Regions from separate parts of the Zea mays genome. Here region 2 is linked to region 1. A link is a contact called in public Hi-C data. All regions are on one chromosome and are shown on one strand. Each heading gives the region's core, a stretch centred on a gene start, on an enhancer-like site or on the middle of the called end of the contact. The rest is flanking DNA. Distances are from core to core; before and after follow the strand shown. Region 1 holds the start of LOC542100 (cold acclimation protein COR413-TM1). Region 2 holds the start of LOC100282399 (aspartic proteinase oryzasin-1).

Region 1 (3,831 bases), core at 770-3,269:
AAAATTTGTTCAGGTTGGGCACATGGTCTACTTTGTTCCTTCGAAAAACATAGTATTCAATTATCTCAAAAAAGAAGTACACATTTGATTATTAGCAGACAGAATGAATCTAAAAAGTACTCTTATATGAACCATGTTTGCTACTCTACCTGGAATGAAGAAGAATAGACGCACCAACAGAGCAAGAAAAGCAGTCCACTGACCATAGTCACCCCTAGATATGGTTGTTGGTAACATATTATAATTAGGAACAGTATAGTACTTTCACCAAAAATAAGAAGCATATATATTGTATTGTAGATAAAGGAAGATAAGAAACACAAGTATCGAATAATTCTTTCCATAAGTAGCAGTATCTTACTTGATCCATGAGATTATGCTGCAAGGTGCCTGAAGAGCAAAAAATGGCACAAGGAAAGATTTGTGTATGGCAGTGCCTTTAGCAACTAATAGCACTCTGCAAAAGATAAAGAAGAGTTAACATTGTTCAAATAAGAATCTGCAGAGTTATGCTGTTATTTGCAGTGAATATGTTCCATAATCCCAGGTGTTCCCTGGAAGTCCTAAAATGGTTAGGAAGAAGTTACATTTCGAAGTGTATGTGGCGATTCCCTTCTTTTGAAAAGACTGTCCAGTGTCATGCTAGGGAAAGGCAGCATGAATCGCATGAACAGCTATATCTATATGACAGCTCATCAAAGATCTGAATCATGATTAATTCCACTTTTTACATGTTAGTTCATCCTCTTCACAGTATGAGCAGGTCTAATATTTGGAAGATCACAAGCATGAGGTAGATACGCACATGCTAAGTGGTCACCCCAAGAGGACAAACAATACTTGGAAGATCACATGAAATTATGTTTGAAGACATTGGACTCATATCTTTCCATGTGGGAAATGAATACCATAACGGCGTTCGGTTTCATCTCAATCCATGTGGATTGAAGAGGATTTGGTGGATTTAAATCTATAGAAGTCAAAATCTCTACTATTTTTTTTTCCAATCCCATCCAATCCATCCATGTGGTATAGCGTAGGAATAATCGAACAATGCCTAATTAGGTTGACATTTGTTTTTCACTGGTTTGAGCACTACGAGTTGGAAGTGCTAGCTACTGCCAGAGTGGTGACGGCATATGCCAATGTAGCACCTGAGATTCCTCAGCAAAAAAATGTAGCGCCTGATGTCCTGCCCTTGCAACATGAATAATGAGACCACATGTCACAACATTACACATCTGACAGGCGTATACAGCTATCAACATGCTAAACCCGACTAATAACAAGGCAAATAGCTCAGGATCCTTAATAAGAAGGCAAAATAACAATAAATGAACAGATGCATAGCAAAAGGACACAATCATCATGTTTTCTGAACGTGTAAGATAGCTCGCGCCCATCACATTCACACGATGCCTTAAAAAAAGAAAGGGAGCGGAGTGGACAGAAAGGGACTTTTGGTTTGGACGTTTTGGGTGTCAGGATAGGAGGCAGGTGAGGCACTCACGCGCTGGCTCCGGCGGAGATCCACTGGATGGTGCGCGCGCTGAGGTGCGCCGACGAGTGACACACGGCGGCGGCCCCTCTGCTCCGGCACGGCTGGGCCGCTCCCAGCGGCTTCTTTGGCAGCGAGGCGCATCCCCTGCACAAATGCGCGTCGGATCAATGGTCCCACGAAAGTTGCAGGTTTTAGTTTCGCCGAGGACGCACAGCCCCCGCGGCCTCAGCCTCAGCCTCACCTGAGCGCGCCCGTCTCCGCCCGTACGGCGGCGCGCGCGACGGAGAGAGAGCCGCGGTTCCCCGCCGCTGCCGCTCGCACCCTCAGCCGCGTCGGCGCGGCGGCGGTGACGGCAGGAGCAGGGATCGCGAGCCGCATAGAGATGGACATTCTCGATCTCGCGGCGCAGACGATGCGGTGGCGTGTCTAGCGTCTGGGAGAAGCTGCTCGTCTCGCGCGGACCGGAGTGCAGAGGGATGGAGCGCAGAGGAGTCTGAAGTGGCAAGCTGTGATGCGGATTGGCAGGGCAGGGAAGCGGCCGCGAGTGAAAGGCGCGGGCGTGGGAGTGGCCGGACGGACACGTGGAGCCCGTGGGCCTCGCGCCATCCCGTCCACGAGGGGCCGCACGCTCCCGTCGCGCGCGCTCGGAGCTCGGTGCCGGGTCCGGGAGGGACAGGGTGGGGCCGGCTCGAGCGCGTGACGTCGTGAGGCTTGCTGCTGGTTTTCGCGGTGGTTTCCATGGGTAAAGCGCGGGGGTATGTGATTTCGTGCCCGGATCTTGCGTGCGGTGTGGTGTACCGAGCTTTGAACGCTGCAGGTTGTGTGCGACCGACGACGCACAGACGATCAGAGAGGTCTCCTGCCGCCGTGCCACGGACGCGACCAACGCGTAAAAGTTACGCTCCGCCTAGGTCGCACGGGTGCCTTGCATCCGCACCCCAGTGGCCACATTTCCAGGAGGCCTGGGGCCCATGGGCCACGGAACGTGCAGCGGGCTTGTGGCCCTTTATGCCAAACACGAAAGGTTGATTAGGCCCCGCCCAATATTGGTTTTGGTCTAAGAGCCAAGCCTGGAACGCTTGGTTGGGCTACGATCCGTTCGGCCCACGATTGCTGTGAGATCATCGACTGAAAGCATGTGAGGGCGGCAATGCTTTCCGCTGCCTTTTTTTTACCGTCCCTCCTAGTAGACACTGACATCTTAAAGACTACGATTTCTAGTGGTTGTAATAAACAGCGACACGTGAACTGTCGACTGTCGTTATAGCCGGCAGTAACCGCCAGACAGCTTGTTTCACTTGTCTCACTGAGTCACTATCAGCTTCTTTCATCCATAACCAAAGCAATTTGTTTTCTCACCATTCCTTTTAAAAAAGTGAAATAAACATGAGTCCGAGTGAGCACTGAGTCGCAGAAATATCAAACCTAGGACAGGAGACGAGGTGCCACTTCTTCAAAATCTGAACTGTGCCATCACAAAAGAAAGAAAGAAAAAAGGAAGAGAAATCCACACCACAGCCACCGCAAGATCCCGGGCGCCCAATCACCCTTCTCCACGGAGATTCCTAGCCTCAGCCACAGCCCACATCTGCCTCATCGTCTCCCTGAGGCTCCCGTCGCGCCAAGTGTTCCAGCATCCCGGACGCACCAATGGCATCCAAGCATCAGATTTATTTTTTATTTTCTGGCAACATTCAAGATAGAACTTGCTCGCGGCGGTGTTTCCCTCCGTCGCTTTAAATACCTTCGTCGCCTCCACAAGTCCACAGCATCTCAAGCCACCATCGATCTGCAAGTCTCGCTACGTAGCAGTGCAATAAAAAAAGCAGCCGCAATGGCGAGCAGCACCATGGCCCTCTCCTCCACGGCCTTCGCCGGCAAGGCCGTGAACGTGCCGTCGTCGTCCGCCTTCGGCGAGGCCCGCGTGACGATGCGCAAGACGGCGGCGAAGGCCAAGCCAGCGGCGGCGTCCGGGAGCCCGTGGTACGGCCCCGACCGCGTGCTGTACCTGGGCCCACTGTCCGGCGAGCCGCCGAGCTACCTGACGGGCGAGTTCCCGGGCGACTACGGCTGGGACACCGCGGGGCTGTCGGCGGACCCGGAGACGTTCGCCAAGAACCGGGAGCTGGAGGTGATCCACTCCCGCTGGGCCATGCTGGGCGCGCTCGGCTGCGTCTTCCCGGAGCTTCTCGCCCGCAACGGCGTCAAGTTCGGCGAGGCCGTGTGGTTCAAGGCCGGCTCCCAGATCTTCAGCGAGGGCGGGCTGGACTACCTCGGGAACCCGAGCCTCATCCACGCGCAGAGCATCCTTGCCATCTGGGCCTGCCAGG
Region 2 (3,831 bases), core at 365-2,864, 130 kb after region 1:
TGTGTGTTTATGTCTACATCTATTATAGTAAAAACATATAATACATCTCTCCCGAAGCCCACCTGCTACCCTTGTCCAATGTGTAGTAGTAGATAAGTATCACTGAGATTATTAAATTATATTTTTGGATTGAGGGAGTAGTATTTAAAGAAGAGCCTTGCATGCAATTTCTTTTGTTTGAATAATGTTTTCAACTTAAATACTTTTTTTGCATGTGTAACATTTATTCTCCATAATATTTTTCCATGGATCTTACTTATAAATCATTTTCATAAACCAATGTCAAAGATAAATCCATGTTTCTTACTTGGAAACCCCGAACAAACACCACTAGCACGAGGCGCTCGTGTTGGCGTCGCTCACCGACGACGAGAAGAAACTTGGCGACTGCCAGTTCGAACTCTGGAAGCAGTCCTACATGGCCCATGCGCCGCTGTGTACGGCAAGCTCTGGCGCAGCCGCCGCTTGGACGTGGTCTAGAGCGGCTACACCGCGATGTCCATCGTCAAACATGGGGACCTCATGGTCGTCGCCAATGTCGACGACTCTCGGGTTGTTCTGGGCATCGCAACCTACGACGACGTCATCACGCCGTCTAGCTCATCATCCACCTGAAGCCTAACCTGCCACGTAAGTCGCTACTGACCGACCATGAATTCTTGTGCGCTGGAATGATGACCATTGTTGTTGTTGTGTGAGTGTCCTCGAACAAGATGTATGTAGAGGAGTAGCACATCCGGTGGTGCAACGACCAGGTGTACTACCTCGCTGATGAGCCCGGGGTGCACTTCATTTGGCAGCCCAGCCAAGAGTGATCGGTACTCACCATATCGCGCGCGTTCGATGACTATTATATCAAGGATTGTGGCGTCATCTCGACACCGGAGGTGAGCAGAGGTGGACCGACAACAATGACCACTCGCCATCGTCGGGGTACCTTTTGTGCCGGCCTGCCTTTAATTCTCTTCGCAAACACACACTTTGCATTTTTTGTTTAAGCAAGCGTGTATGGTGGTGCGTGCCTGATGACTAACGATGTACGACGGAACTTCTATCGGCAGGTGTGGCACGTGCTCTCCAATAATGAGACCATGAAAATCATGACATATATCGAAGTCTGCATGATACTGATGGTTGCAATGTAGTAGTGAAACAACTAAATTAAAATAACAAAATTTATGTATGGCTAGGATCACAAATGGATTATGAAATATTTTCTTATAACAATATAAGACACATTTTGTATATAAGTTATCATGGTATTATATGTTCCTGTTGCAACACACGGATACTGAACTAGTAACAACATAAAGAAAAAAAGATAAGACCATCAGATGCGGCGGGCACCGAGGGGCGGCAGAATCCCGCGACTAGCAGCAACGCGTCGCTCATCGCTCTGCTCACACGCTATCCTACTTTTACCCAGCCCCTCACGATGGCCGTCGTGTCTCGTGAGCCTGGGTACTTGTACAGATTTCCACCCGGGACACCTATCCTCACCCAAACGGTCGGTCGACCTCACACGTCCCCCGGATCCGACGGCCAACAGAGCGCGTGGCCCCTCTCCGCCGCCACCTCTGTACAAAATGCCCGCCCCACCACCACGCCGAATCCGCCCTCTAGTGACTAGTTCACGTCAGTTGCTGCTCCCCCCACCTTCTCCTCCTGCTCCTGCCCTCGGTTTCTGGTGAGTTCGACGCTTCTCTTCTCGTGGACTTACCGCCGCCTTGACCGCGACTTGAATTGCTGGTTCGGTGTCTGACGCGGGCTCATCTGCTTGTTGCAATCCGCTTTCCCCCGATTGATTCTTACGATTTCCAAGTAGTTTTGTGTTATCTTCTCTCTCTCTTTTGGGAAAAAAAGGGGTTTCAATTCTGTTGGGCATCGACTCACCGGGTTTTGAGGTTTTTCGTGGGCGGCTTTGATCCTCGGTCGATCCGATCTGTGTCAGGCTTTCATCAGATGTTGCAAAACCCGCTCGCAACCGTAATCGCAGCGTTATTGTCAGCCGGAAACTGTCCTTTTCTTGGTTGTACTGTGCTTTCCCCACTGACGGATCTGTTCGATATCTAACCGGCCTTCGCTCCGCCTTGGGCTGCCGCAGATCAGCGAACATGGGAACCCGCGGCGTCGCCCTGCTGCTCCTCGCGGCGGTGCTGCTCCTCCAGGCGCTCCTCCTCGCGTCGTCGGAGGGCCTGGTGCGGGTCGCGCTGAAGAAGCTGCCCGTCGACCAGAACGGCCGCGTCGCCGCGCGCCTCTCCGCCGAGGAGAGGCAGCGCCTCCTCCTCCGCGGCGCCAACGCCCTGGGCTCAGGCGGCGACGACGACTCCGACGTCATCGCGCTCAAGAACTACATGAACGCGCAGTACTTTGGGGAGATCGGCGTCGGCTCGCCGCAGCAGAAGTTCACCGTCATCTTCGACACCGGCAGTTCCAACCTCTGGGTGCCGTCCTCCAAGTGCTACTTCTCGGTGCGTCCTGGTTCCTCCCCTTGCCTGGCCGAGGTTTTCCTTTTTCAGGACTTGGATGTGTTTTGCGCTAACACTGGAGTGTGCTTTTGTGCTGATGTGATGCAGATCGCTTGCTACTTCCACTCGCGCTACAAGTCAGGGCAGTCAAGCACTTACAAGAAGAACGGTTTGACTCTTCCTTTCTTGTCTTGTTACTGTATTGTTTTCCCGATTTGCTCGTTGTGGACTGATATCTGCATCACTTTCTTCATACGTTTGTATTTCCCAACTGGTTCCCCATGTTACATGGTCGTGTCATATTGAAGCCCATGTTCTTATGCAGGAAAACGCACACACAGACCATATATGCTGAAAAGGTGTATATAAATGTGGGGGAAAAAAACCAAAACTTATATGTCAGGTGATCATAAGTTAAATGCCTCGTGGACATAATAAAAGTTCCGAGCTATGAGATTAGGCCCAAGACACCATACCTAGAATAACACATGGTCTTTAATTCAACGCTAAATCTACTCTGAGCAGAAACACAAATTTTCTTTTCAGCTCCAACGTCACGAATTTCCCTTTTTATTTTTGCTCATGTATTGCTACTTTGCTAGTAGTTTACAAATCCTACTTTGTCTGCTGCATCCCCTACTTCGAGTTCTAGAATATTTAGGATGAAACAGAAAATTCATCATGTATGGTTGGCAACATCGAAACAAAATCTGCGGTACCTTGGTAATTGCAACATCCATGACAAGGACGTCAAAAGCTGCTGATGTAGATGTAGTGCAAATTGTGTAGTGAGGTGGAGCCAGGATTCAGGAACGATGATGACAGTTTACAGTAGCTGTCTTTTTTTAGCTTGATTATGACTCGTTGAATTCAATGGAAACCCTAGAAGTTGGTATAGTAATAACTTCAGCGCATGACTCTAGCACACCTTATGCTGGAAATAGTTACTCCCTCTGTCCACATGATTTAGTCGTTTTGGGTTTGTCCTAAGTCAAACTATTTGAAATTTGACTACCAATATACATAAGATTGAATTGTTTTAAACTAAAAAAATTACATATTATCGTAGTTCAAGTCATGATAAATCTAGTAACTTTACTTTTATATTGTAAAATCTTATGAAACATCCGGTATCACCGGTCAAAGTTGATAGTGATTGACTTAGGACAAACCTAAAATGACTAATTCACATGGATGGAGGGAGTGCCTCATTTTTCTTGCAGTATGGGTATCGAAAGGTTTGCCTCTTATTGAATATATATATAGCTTTGTTTTATCATACTACTAACTATTATAAAAAAACTTTTAGTTCCAAGCAAATTGAGTATGCTAGAGATGAAACCCAACACGAGCCACTAAGAAT

Evidence for each region. A called contact is a pair of places that touch in the nucleus more often than the background predicts.
Region 2: a contact with region 1 is called in a Hi-C map of bundle sheath, with 3 times the contacts expected there. The contact joins the promoter of LOC100282399 here to the promoter of LOC542100 in region 1. A contact is called at or near these places in 3 of 25 Hi-C or Micro-C datasets (bundle sheath, ear and leaf).

The regions. Positions count from the first base shown.
Region 1 is chr6:176,345,169-176,348,999 of Zm-B73-REFERENCE-NAM-5.0, forward strand. LOC542100 (cold acclimation protein COR413-TM1) reads right to left here and starts at 2,020. Exons shown (of 6, transcript NM_001351707.1): 1 at 1,743-2,020; 2 at 1,511-1,645; 3 at 362-457; 4 at 150-214. The coding sequence starts at 1,891. It overlaps LOC100193833 (light harvesting complex mesophyll 7), which reads left to right and starts at 3,258. Exons shown (of 1, transcript NM_001111957.2): 1 at 3,258-3,831. The coding sequence starts at 3,336.
Region 2 is chr6:176,475,737-176,479,567 of Zm-B73-REFERENCE-NAM-5.0, forward strand. LOC100282399 (aspartic proteinase oryzasin-1) reads left to right here and starts at 1,615. Exons shown (of 14, transcript NM_001155310.1): 1 at 1,615-1,687; 2 at 2,105-2,471; 3 at 2,577-2,637. The coding sequence starts at 2,115.